Linked DNA regions of Mus musculus: region 2 is linked to region 1. The links are chromatin contacts, called in public promoter capture Hi-C maps. All regions are on one chromosome and are shown on one strand. The core of a region is the stretch at or near the end of the contact, and the rest is flanking DNA. Distances in the headings are between cores, read along the strand shown.

Evidence for each region. Promoter capture Hi-C pulls out the DNA fragments that hold promoters and counts their contacts.
Region 2: a promoter capture Hi-C map of liver shows a contact between it and region 1, with 2.7 times the contacts expected there. The contact joins two enhancer-like sites. A contact is called at or near these places in 2 of 39 promoter capture datasets (liver and neural stem cells) and 1 of 115 datasets of contacts at active chromatin or transcription factors (embryonic stem cells).

Annotation. Positions count from the first base shown.
Region 1 is chr16:35,463,290-35,468,012 of GRCm38.p6, reverse strand. Pdia5 (protein disulfide isomerase associated 5) reads left to right here. Exons shown (of 17, transcript NM_028295.1): 2 at 1,356-1,482; 3 at 3,591-3,678. Among named protein-coding and RNA genes, the nearest start is that of Pdia5, 25 kb to the left of the region's middle. Within about 2 kb of position 1,727, at least 18 of the 459 cell types and tissues checked have an H3K27ac peak or open chromatin away from gene starts, as enhancers often do. A contact at or near this core is called in liver, where this site is marked.
Region 2 is chr16:35,947,971-35,952,599 of GRCm38.p6, reverse strand. Parp9 (poly (ADP-ribose) polymerase family, member 9) reads right to left here. Exons shown (of 11, transcript NM_030253.3): 4 at 4,246-4,629. Among named protein-coding and RNA genes, the nearest start is that of Dtx3l, 11 kb to the right of the region's middle. Within about 2 kb of position 3,144, at least 13 of the 459 cell types and tissues checked have an H3K27ac peak or open chromatin away from gene starts, as enhancers often do. A contact at or near this core is called in liver, where this site is marked.

The DNA of each region.
Region 1 (4,723 bases), core at 478-2,977:
CACATGTGAGTTATCTTCAGCTGGTGTGACAAACTCCTGACTGGCAGGTGGTGTGGCTGGGTGTATGGTGACACTTCTGAGAACTCTGAAGGCTGTGCTCTCCAGACTGCCGTGCAGAGGTGCAGAGGGCTCTTGCCCCTGGTCTTTCAAGGGTGGAGCTGCCTTTTAAGACCTCCTTTTTTGTCAGCACTGTTCAGGAAGTATTCAGTTGCGTCACCATGTAAGCTGGCCTGGAAGATCTACCTCCTTATTCCTGTGTCCCACCATCAACTCTGCTTCCAGTCAGCTCTCCCTCATGCCTGCAGAGGCACTGGGCATCTCCAGGCCCCAAGAGCTTGGGGACACTTGGCTTGTTCTTTTTTCTGTTTTGTTTGTTTATTTGTTGTTTTTCAAGACAGGGTTTCTCTGTATAGCCCTGGCTGTCGTGGAACTCACTCTGTAGACCAGGCTGGTCCTCCAACTCAGAGATTTACCTGCCTCTGCCTCCCAAGTGTTGGGACTTAAGGTGTATGATTAGCCAGATCTCTGCAATTGTTCGGCCGAGTGAGAAAAGCTTAGCCTTACACCCATCCATTCCATCCTGGGTGTAAGAGAAAACTTGGGTTCTGTGTATTGGTGCTTCTAGGTGGGATGGAGTTTTCAGACTGTCACGTGTGGCCCTTGCAATTAGACATCACTCTCTTAGAGAGTTCTTGTCTGTGGGTGGCAGTGCATTATGTATGGGTACAGTCCAGACAATCTCACTAGAGTACACAGAGGGTGTGGGTAAGGTGGGGACTGGAGTGGGCCAAGTGGGAGCTCTAGAGGTAAAGAGGTAGGTGTGGTACTCTGGGAGGGGTTGCTTCACTCCATCTTCCAGCAAGAAACATGTGGTTTGATAAGGCTGGCCTTGTTAACAGTCAGCCATGGAAGTGGGAAGGCTCGGCAGACCCTACCACTTACTGCTAAATTATTGGCCACTGATATATTCCAGGAGATGAGTATCAGGGTCTTCAATTTTTTTTACCCACTGCCGAGCCTACAAGGATCTGAAGTAAAGCTCTATCTAAACCCATGGCCACAAAGATGCTCTAGGTTAAATTTAGTGGGTCAGGAGATCAAATGAACCAGTGTGAAGAGAGATTTGTGGGGAGGAAGGGTTTGGTCGGGATGGTAAGGTTACGGGAGACAGTGGGGGTGAGAGAAGTCAGGGGGCATCCTGTACAGGTGTGAACTTATCTAAGAAAAATTTTATGGATGAAAACGTTTTAAATTTCAGATTACAAAAAGAGCATGTGCTTTGGGGTGGATTGTCTGTGGGCACCCTGGGTGAGAGAGAAGTTAGACTTCATGGGCTTTGGCTGCTTGGTCTCTAGGTGGTCCTGCCGACATGGCTGTCCTCCACAAAGGTCTCTTCGCTCATTGAGAGAATCTCCGACCCTAAGGACTTGAAGAAACTTCTCAGGACCCGCAATAACGTGCTGGTGCTTTACTCGGAATCCGGTAAGTGGTCCCTCCAGACCTATCAGGGTGCCGTGGGACGCAGAGGGGAGAGCACCAGAGGGGGCGCTAGTATTCTTCACTCTCTTTGAAGGTGTGTTTGGTTATTTGGGGGGTCATTTTGCACCTCCTTCTTATGAGCATCCTGTGGGAAGAATCCTTTGGATCCCCAACCTAGCCTGACAGGGAGGAGCCTGTGAGTGCTGGGTGGACACCCTGACTCCCTGCCAGCCACAGGCCCCAGCCCTGCTGGAGCAGGCTCCCTGGGAGCTGCAGATTAACTACCAGGCTGGCCTGTTGCCAATTGAACTGGTCCCAGGTCTGCGGACATTTACCTGAGCAGGTGGTCCTGGTCTTGCCTGACCTCTGGGGGTCCTGCTGTGGGGTGAGATGCAAGACTGACTTTGGAGTGGACTCCCAAGTTGAGGCCCAGCCACCTCTCCAGGAAGGAGCAGCCACCTGCCACTCCTCTGACCTTGGGCTGGTGCGAGTACACTGGACAGTTTGCTTGGCTCTTGGCAGTGACTTTGGGGAAGGACAAGTGGCTGGCTGTCACTGTGATTCCAACAGAGTTAAGTGTTTTTGCTGTTCCTGAGGACGCCAAGTTTTCTGTGTCCTGGAGAAGTAGCAGCTAGTGGCTAGGCTCATTCTGGGCACAGATCCTCTTGGCAACTCATCTGCTACACAGATCCCATTGGCACTCTGGGCTGATGGATGATTTGGCCGTGTGTCCCTCGAGAAGGCTGTACCCCCTGAGCATTCACGACATATGGCCATTCTTACCCCTTACTGCTCCTGGGGGTCTGGATGCACTTTCACCGAGCTACCTCTTAGGAGGCCAGTATGTGAGCCTACTGTTTTTCTGAAGTAGGGAAACTGAGGCAACGGGAATCTCTATTGGGGCTTTTCTTGTGTCTGGGCTGGTTGTTAGTGAGAAACTCTTTGGGGTAACCCTCTGGTAAACTGCTGGGTTTTTCTCTCGGACAGTCCCCGTGACTGGGGGAGCCATTATGACTGTCTCATTTGTTCCTTGCCACAAGGGAGGCAGTGCAGACTGTCGGGTAGTCTCCTATTTATAAATGAGGTCACCAGGGATAAGAAGACATGACACGTGAGGCCAGCCACACCTGGTGGCAGAGCCGGTCCCGTATGGCATCTCTGCGTCTCATTTCTTCAGATAGAGTCTCGCGGAAAGTGGGCAGCTCTGCAGAGTCATGGCTTTGGAACCAGCACAGGCCTGAGACAGAAGTCTGGCAGAGTTGGAGAGTGGGAAGTTGGGGTTCATGATGGAGTCGAGGGGTCACTAATGAAGGGAGAGCCTGACCATCACTTTGCTCCTACCCGACCCCACCTTTGTTCAGTTCATTGGAAGTATAGCCCCTGTGCTGCCCCAGCACACTGGGGCAGGGCCTGGGTGATGGCTTCACTTCCTGCATCTTGTCTGTGCTTACTGCCCCAGACTCTGGCTTCTGGTGGGTTTAGTTTCCCTCCTCCCATCCTTCCAAGCCACTTTCCCCTTCCCATGGTGGGGTGCTTTATCTGCACCCCCACCCCGACCCTACCCCACTGGTGTGCACAGTGGAACAATGGCTTCCCCGCTTCAGTGGTTTGCTGCCTCCTGCTGCCCTGGCTGGGGTTTCCTGGGAATGCCTCCTCTGAACGACTCTGAGCGTGTTTCTTCAGCGATGCTTATTGTTCGTATCTGTGAAAGGCTCAGCATGCTTTGTATTCACAGACAGCTCCCGTTTCCACCCTGCAAGAGGAGCGCCTCGGAGGCACATAATTCAGATATCATTTCTGCTTGGCTTTGGGGTGTACCACGGGGTTTGGGGCAAGAGAAGGCAGCAGATTGCTGTTCACCGGGATCTGCCTGCTGGGCCCTTTGAGTGAGTTCACAGGCTGGTAAGGAGGACGTGACTGAGAGTGGGCCAGGTACAGGTATCAAACACCAGCTGAAAAACCCTGGCAGTCGATTGGCAGAGTTGAAATCCTGATCCAGAAGCTCTGTCCCGACACCTGGACACCCAGACCAAAGAGGGACTCTTGTGCTCACCCCACCCTGCCCGTGGTCCAGAGCCCTTGGACACAAACGTTTGCTCTTTCTTTCACAGAGGTAGCAGCTGAAAGTCATCTTAAGCTCCTGTCCACCGTGGCCCAGGCAGTGAAAGGCCAAGGCACCGTCTGCTGGGTGGACTGCGGGTATGTACTGGGGACACAGGGCATACTGGCCGGGCTAGGGGTAAGCTTGGGGCCTCTGGTGGCTGAGGAAGAAGAGAGAGGATGATAGAGAGATCCCTGAGGTCACGTGGGATCCCTTCTGCCTCGCAGAGGGAAGGTTTGGCTCCCCACCCCTGTCTGCCCATTCCATGGACTCCTTTCTCCTCATTTTCCTGACGCTCTCTCTTTCCTTTATGTCCTGTGTATTGCCTTATCTTCTCAGAGGGTGGTAGGGCAGAGGGAATCTTCCCTATTGGAAAACAGGAGCCTTGATTCCAGACACGGGTGATTTTCAGGGTCACCCAGTTGGCTCGTGGTAGGTCTGCAGCAATAGCAGTGAGCCGTGAGCTTCATCTCCAGTCCAGGCCCTTCTCAATCCTGCAGTACAGTCTGGCCACCAGACTCTGCCGCCGTGGCCCGAGGCCAGCTCAGGCCTGTGCCGGTTAAGTAAGTTGGTGAGCCCTAGGCAAGAATAACCTTGCTATTCTGAGTCCTAAATGACCGATGGTCTACTGCAGGGCGTTTACATCCTCTTTCTGTGCGGTGTTGGTACACATTGAATTTTAAGCTGCAGAGGAGAGAGAGAATAGCACAGGAGAGGCATGTATGGAGGAGTGTGCATGCATGTGCACGGGTGCACGTGGCTACCTTCATGCCTCCAGATTCATGCCAACAGTGGCTGAGCAGAAAAGACCGCTCACTGGGTGGCCACTGAGGTCTCGGCCATTGGTTGACTCCAGTTTATAGTTGGCTTGACAGCACTGCTACCTTTCAGGTGTCTCCGTCACCCCCATATGACTAGCAGTGCTCCATGTCACTGGGTAAATGACACAATCTATCAGAGGGCACTTTGGAGTTTTCCATACCTGAAGATGACAGAGCTTTTGCCAAGCTGATGGGGCCTTATTGTAGGGCATTTCTTAAGAGGCTTACAGGTTCCAGGAGCGAGCGGAAGAGCTTTGATGTAGTGGCTCTTCCTTCCAGGTCTTTCCATTAGCTTTTACCAAGTACTTACTGTGTGCTTTGA
Region 2 (4,629 bases), core at 1,895-4,394, 480 kb before region 1:
TGAAGAGGAACTTAAATTTCTGATCCTCTTGTTTCTACCTGCCGTGTGTTAGGATTACAGATTTATGGGCTCTAGGGACTAAACCCAAGGCTTCATGCTGTTAAGCAAGAAATACTCTACCCATTGAACCGTATCCTCTAGCCCTTCTATCTTTTTACCTGAATGTGTGCCTTCTTTTTTTTTTTTTTTAAACAAAACAAAACAAAAACTGGGACACAATGGCTCCAGAATAACCTTGAGCTATACTCATCTCTTCAGAGCTAAAATTACCAGCATACACAGTCTACTCATCCAGCTATTATGTTGTTTCCCCAGTGCTAAGGACTGAACTCAGGACCATGCACATGCTAAGGAAACATTCTACCCCTGAGCCAAATCCCTAGGCCAGTAAGCCCAGGGTTCTTTTTTTTTTTTTGGTATTTCCAGACAGGGTTTCTCTGTATAGCCCTGGCTGTCCTGGAACTCACTTTGTAGACCAGGCTGGCTTCGAACTCAGAAATCCGCCTGCCTCTGCCTCCCAAGTGGGATTAAAGGCGTGTGCCACAACTGCCCTGTGTCCCATGGTTATTTTCAAGACACATCCATACGGATTTTATTCTCTGCCTTATCTCTGTCACTTCTTGTTGTTTCTGTGTAGGCTGCTTGGTAACAAAGAAAAAGTGTCTTAGGAACTTTAGGAACAGAAGACATCTCCTGTCTTTATGTTCTCATGTCCAAGGTTAAAGAAAGTATAAACAAGGCCAAAAGGACTTTAGTGAAACAGAGCTTTCTTTCTGTATGGGTCACCAAACACACTTACCCAACTATTCTATAGGCAGCCACTTAACCAGTTCATCTTCAGCAGCCGTTCTCAACCTGTAGGTCATGACCCCTTTGGAGGTGTCAAATGACCCTTTCACAGCGGTCGCCTCAGGCAGATATTTACATTGTGATTCATAACAGTATAACAGTAACAGTAAATTACAGTTATGAAGTAGCAACAAAAGTAATTTTACAGTCAGGGGTCACCTTAAGATGAGGAACTGTGTTAAAGGGCCACAGCTTTAGGAAGGCTGAGAACCACAGATCTACAGAAACAGCGTACACATAGACATCAACTGCATTTCTTACTACTTTGTCTCTGAACTCTGAGATCAGTGCTAAAGTGAGCTGCGCCCTTAGAGCTTCAGTACTCTGGCGGTTTGAATATGCTTGTCCCATAGGGAGTGGCCTGTTAGGAGCTGTGGCCTGGTTGAGGGAAGGGTGTCACTGTGGGGCTGAGCTTTGAGAGCCTCCTCTTAGCTGCCTGGAAGACAGTCTTCTCTTGGCTTGGATAAAGATGTAGAACTTTAGGCTCTTTCAGTCTCATGTCTGCCTGCATGCTGTCATGCTTCCTGTCATCATGATAATGGACAGACTGAACCTCTGAAACTGAAAGCCAGCCCCAATTAAGTGTTTGCCTTTATAAGAGTTGTCTTGGTCATGGTGTCTCTTCATAGCAATAAAAACCCTAACAAAACAAGTACCAAAATTCTTATCATCCATCAAAGGAAACTTAGGTACTTCTGTGGACTTTGTTTTGTGACAGGGTATCACTGTGTCATCTTGGCTGGCTTGCAGCTTGTAGATCAGGCTGGCCTCAAATTTAGATCAAGTCTTCTGCCTCTGCCTCTGCCTCTGGGGTGTTGGGCTCTAGGCATTTGCCAAAGTACTCCTTTTATCATGGACATTAATGGTTTTGCCCTGAAAAAGCAATCTGAATTTGCCATTGGGGGGCACTGGCACCCTTCAGAAGATGTAAGGTTCCTGATGCTGCTAACAATAAATGAAGATGATAAAAAATCTGGTAAAAGGATGCTATTTAATAATGTTTCTGCTTGGTGCTGGCGAGATGGCTCAGTGGGTAAGAGCACCCGACTGCTCTTCTGAAGGTCCCGAGTTCAAATCCCAGCAACCACATGGTGGCTCACAACCATCTGTAAGGAGATCTGACTCCCTCTTCTGGTGCGTCTGAAGTCAGCTACAGTGTACTTACATATAATAATAAATAAATCTTAATATAATAATATATTATTATTAATAGTCTTTTTTATTTTTTTAAGATTTATTTATTTATTATTATATGTAAGTACACTGTAGTTGTCGTCAGACACTCCAGAAGAGGGAGTCAGATCTCCTTACAGATGGTTGTGAGCCACCATGTGGTTGCTGGGATTTGAACTCGGGACCTTCAGAAGAGCAGTCGGGTATTCTTACCCGCTGAGCCATCTCACCAGCCCATAAATAAATCTTTTTAAAAAATAACATTTCTGCTTAAATGTTAAATGCCACACTAACGACTCCTCAGATCGTTCACTTCATGGAGTCTCCTCAGCCTTCGCTCTGATATCTCATAGGCTGTAAGCGCTACTCTCCCTGACAGTTAATTATAATTTGATTGTGGGGACTGGAGAGATGGCTCAGGGGCTAAGAGCACTGACTGCCCTTCTAGAGGTCCTGAGTTCAATTCCCAGTAACCACATGGTGGCTCCCAACCATCTGTAATGGGATCTCATGCCCTCTTCGGGTATGTTTGAAGACAGCTACAGTGTATTCATATACATAAATAAGTAAATCTTTAAAAAGATAATAATAACTTTAAACTTCAGTGTGTCCAGCCAGGCTGATCATTTCCTGTCTGTCTCTCTGACCAAGTCACTCAAGCCTCCCTGATAGCCTTCCTCCTGCTAGTTCACAACTCCCCCAACCTAAGATCAGCCTGCTTCTCCCAGGGCAGGCAATCAAACCCATGCTAAGCAAGCATTCTGCCACCAAGCCAGCCAGCCCAGGGGTGCTTCTAGAGGGGCACCATCAGTAGGGCTTTCTTCTCTGCCCTGTCACCGTTACTTTTTGCTACCTCTGTGTCCCTGATCCTTGGGCTTCCACCTCAAATTACTGTGATTACAGGGACAGGCCACCATGCCCTGCTGTATTCCTAAGTACTATTTTTTGTTTACTGTTATTGATAGTTTGCTTCAGCAATGCCGAGTGACTTGTTTCCCCAGTGAGATTGCCAAATAAAAGTTTTTTTTTAAAGATTAAAAATAGGCTAGAACTAGAGAGATAAGTAACTCAGTCAGTAAAGTACTTGCCAGAGACCGTGTGAAAAAACCCAGATGTGGTGACAAGCACTCACGATCCCAGCCAAGACAAGTTCCCTGGGGCTAGCTAGCCAGTAAGGCACAGCCCGCCTGACAACTTCCAGACCAATGAGAAACTCTGTCTCAAAAATAGAAGGGTAGACAGTACTTTAGGAAGACAACCAAAGTTAACCTCTCCACATGTGTGCACATGTGTGCGAACCCTACCCCCACCTCCAAGCATGCATAGACCCACAAATATACACCTATCAGCACACATATTGATACACATACACACTCATACACACATACATACACACACCTACATACACACTTACTTACTTACTTAATTAATTAATTAATTTCAGTGCTTAGCCGAGGCATAGTAGCCTTTAATCCCACCTTGGAGGCAGAGGCAGGTGGATCTCTGTGAGTTCAAGACCAGTCTGATCTACATACCAAGTTCCAGGATAGCCAAAGCTCTATAGAGACCTTGCCTCAAAAAAAATAAAAATCTAGTGTTTGAGGCTGAGGCAGGAGGATCATGAGTCTTGGATGACGTGGTAGAAAGCAAACATTGTTTCAAAAATAAACAAACAAGAGGCAGGCGGATTTCTGAGTTCGAGGCCAGCCTGGTCTACAGAGTGAGTTCCAGGACAGCCAGAGCTATACAGAGAAACCCTGTCTCAAAAAAAAAACAAAAACAAAAACAAAAAAACAAAAACAAAAAACAACAACAAAAATAAACAAACAAACAAACAAAAATAAAGAAATAAGAGAAAGCTTAAGTTCTTTGGGATTAAAGAGTATTCTAATCGCTTCTGGTTCCTAAGAATCAGAACCTAATCATTATAACTCCCACATGACCGTGTGCCACACACAACTGTAGCCATCTCTTGGATAATGACTCTGCTTTCAGATGTTTAAGTGCTGCTACGTGTTTTAAAGGAAGGACTGAAGACGGAAAGAAAGAAAGCCTTTGAGTTAGGATAATGAAGCTAGTCTCTAATCCAGATGGCCTGGCCCTGACAGTCACACACTCTAATCCCCAAAAGATACATCTTACAGCCTTCCACTTTAAGCATCTTAGTGATTAACCATTAATTCCAGGACTCCCCTCTGCCAGGGAATAAAAACAAAAACTTACTGTTTGCATTTCAATACAGCCTTGGACAATCTGGAGAGTCAGGCCCCGGCCGATGCGAAGAGTCATGGTGGAAGCAGGGTCAGTTTCTGGACCCCCCCAAGAGCTCAGGTCCCTCCCTAGGATGCTTTCTGAGGCGGATTTAAAGGACGCAACAGTGGGGTCCTCATTGCTCACCAGATGAATCTCTCTCAAATTACCGAACATTTGCTTGTCTTGGAAATAAAGCCGGATAGTTTCTAAAATTATGCTTGTACACAAATCCAGAGGGAACTGGAAAATTCCAGAGCTCAGGGCTGGAATTGCTACTGTCTTAATGCGTAGATCATATTTGGTGACATAATCTAGAATGTTCCTAATGGCAAATTTCAGTAATTCGATAGCTGT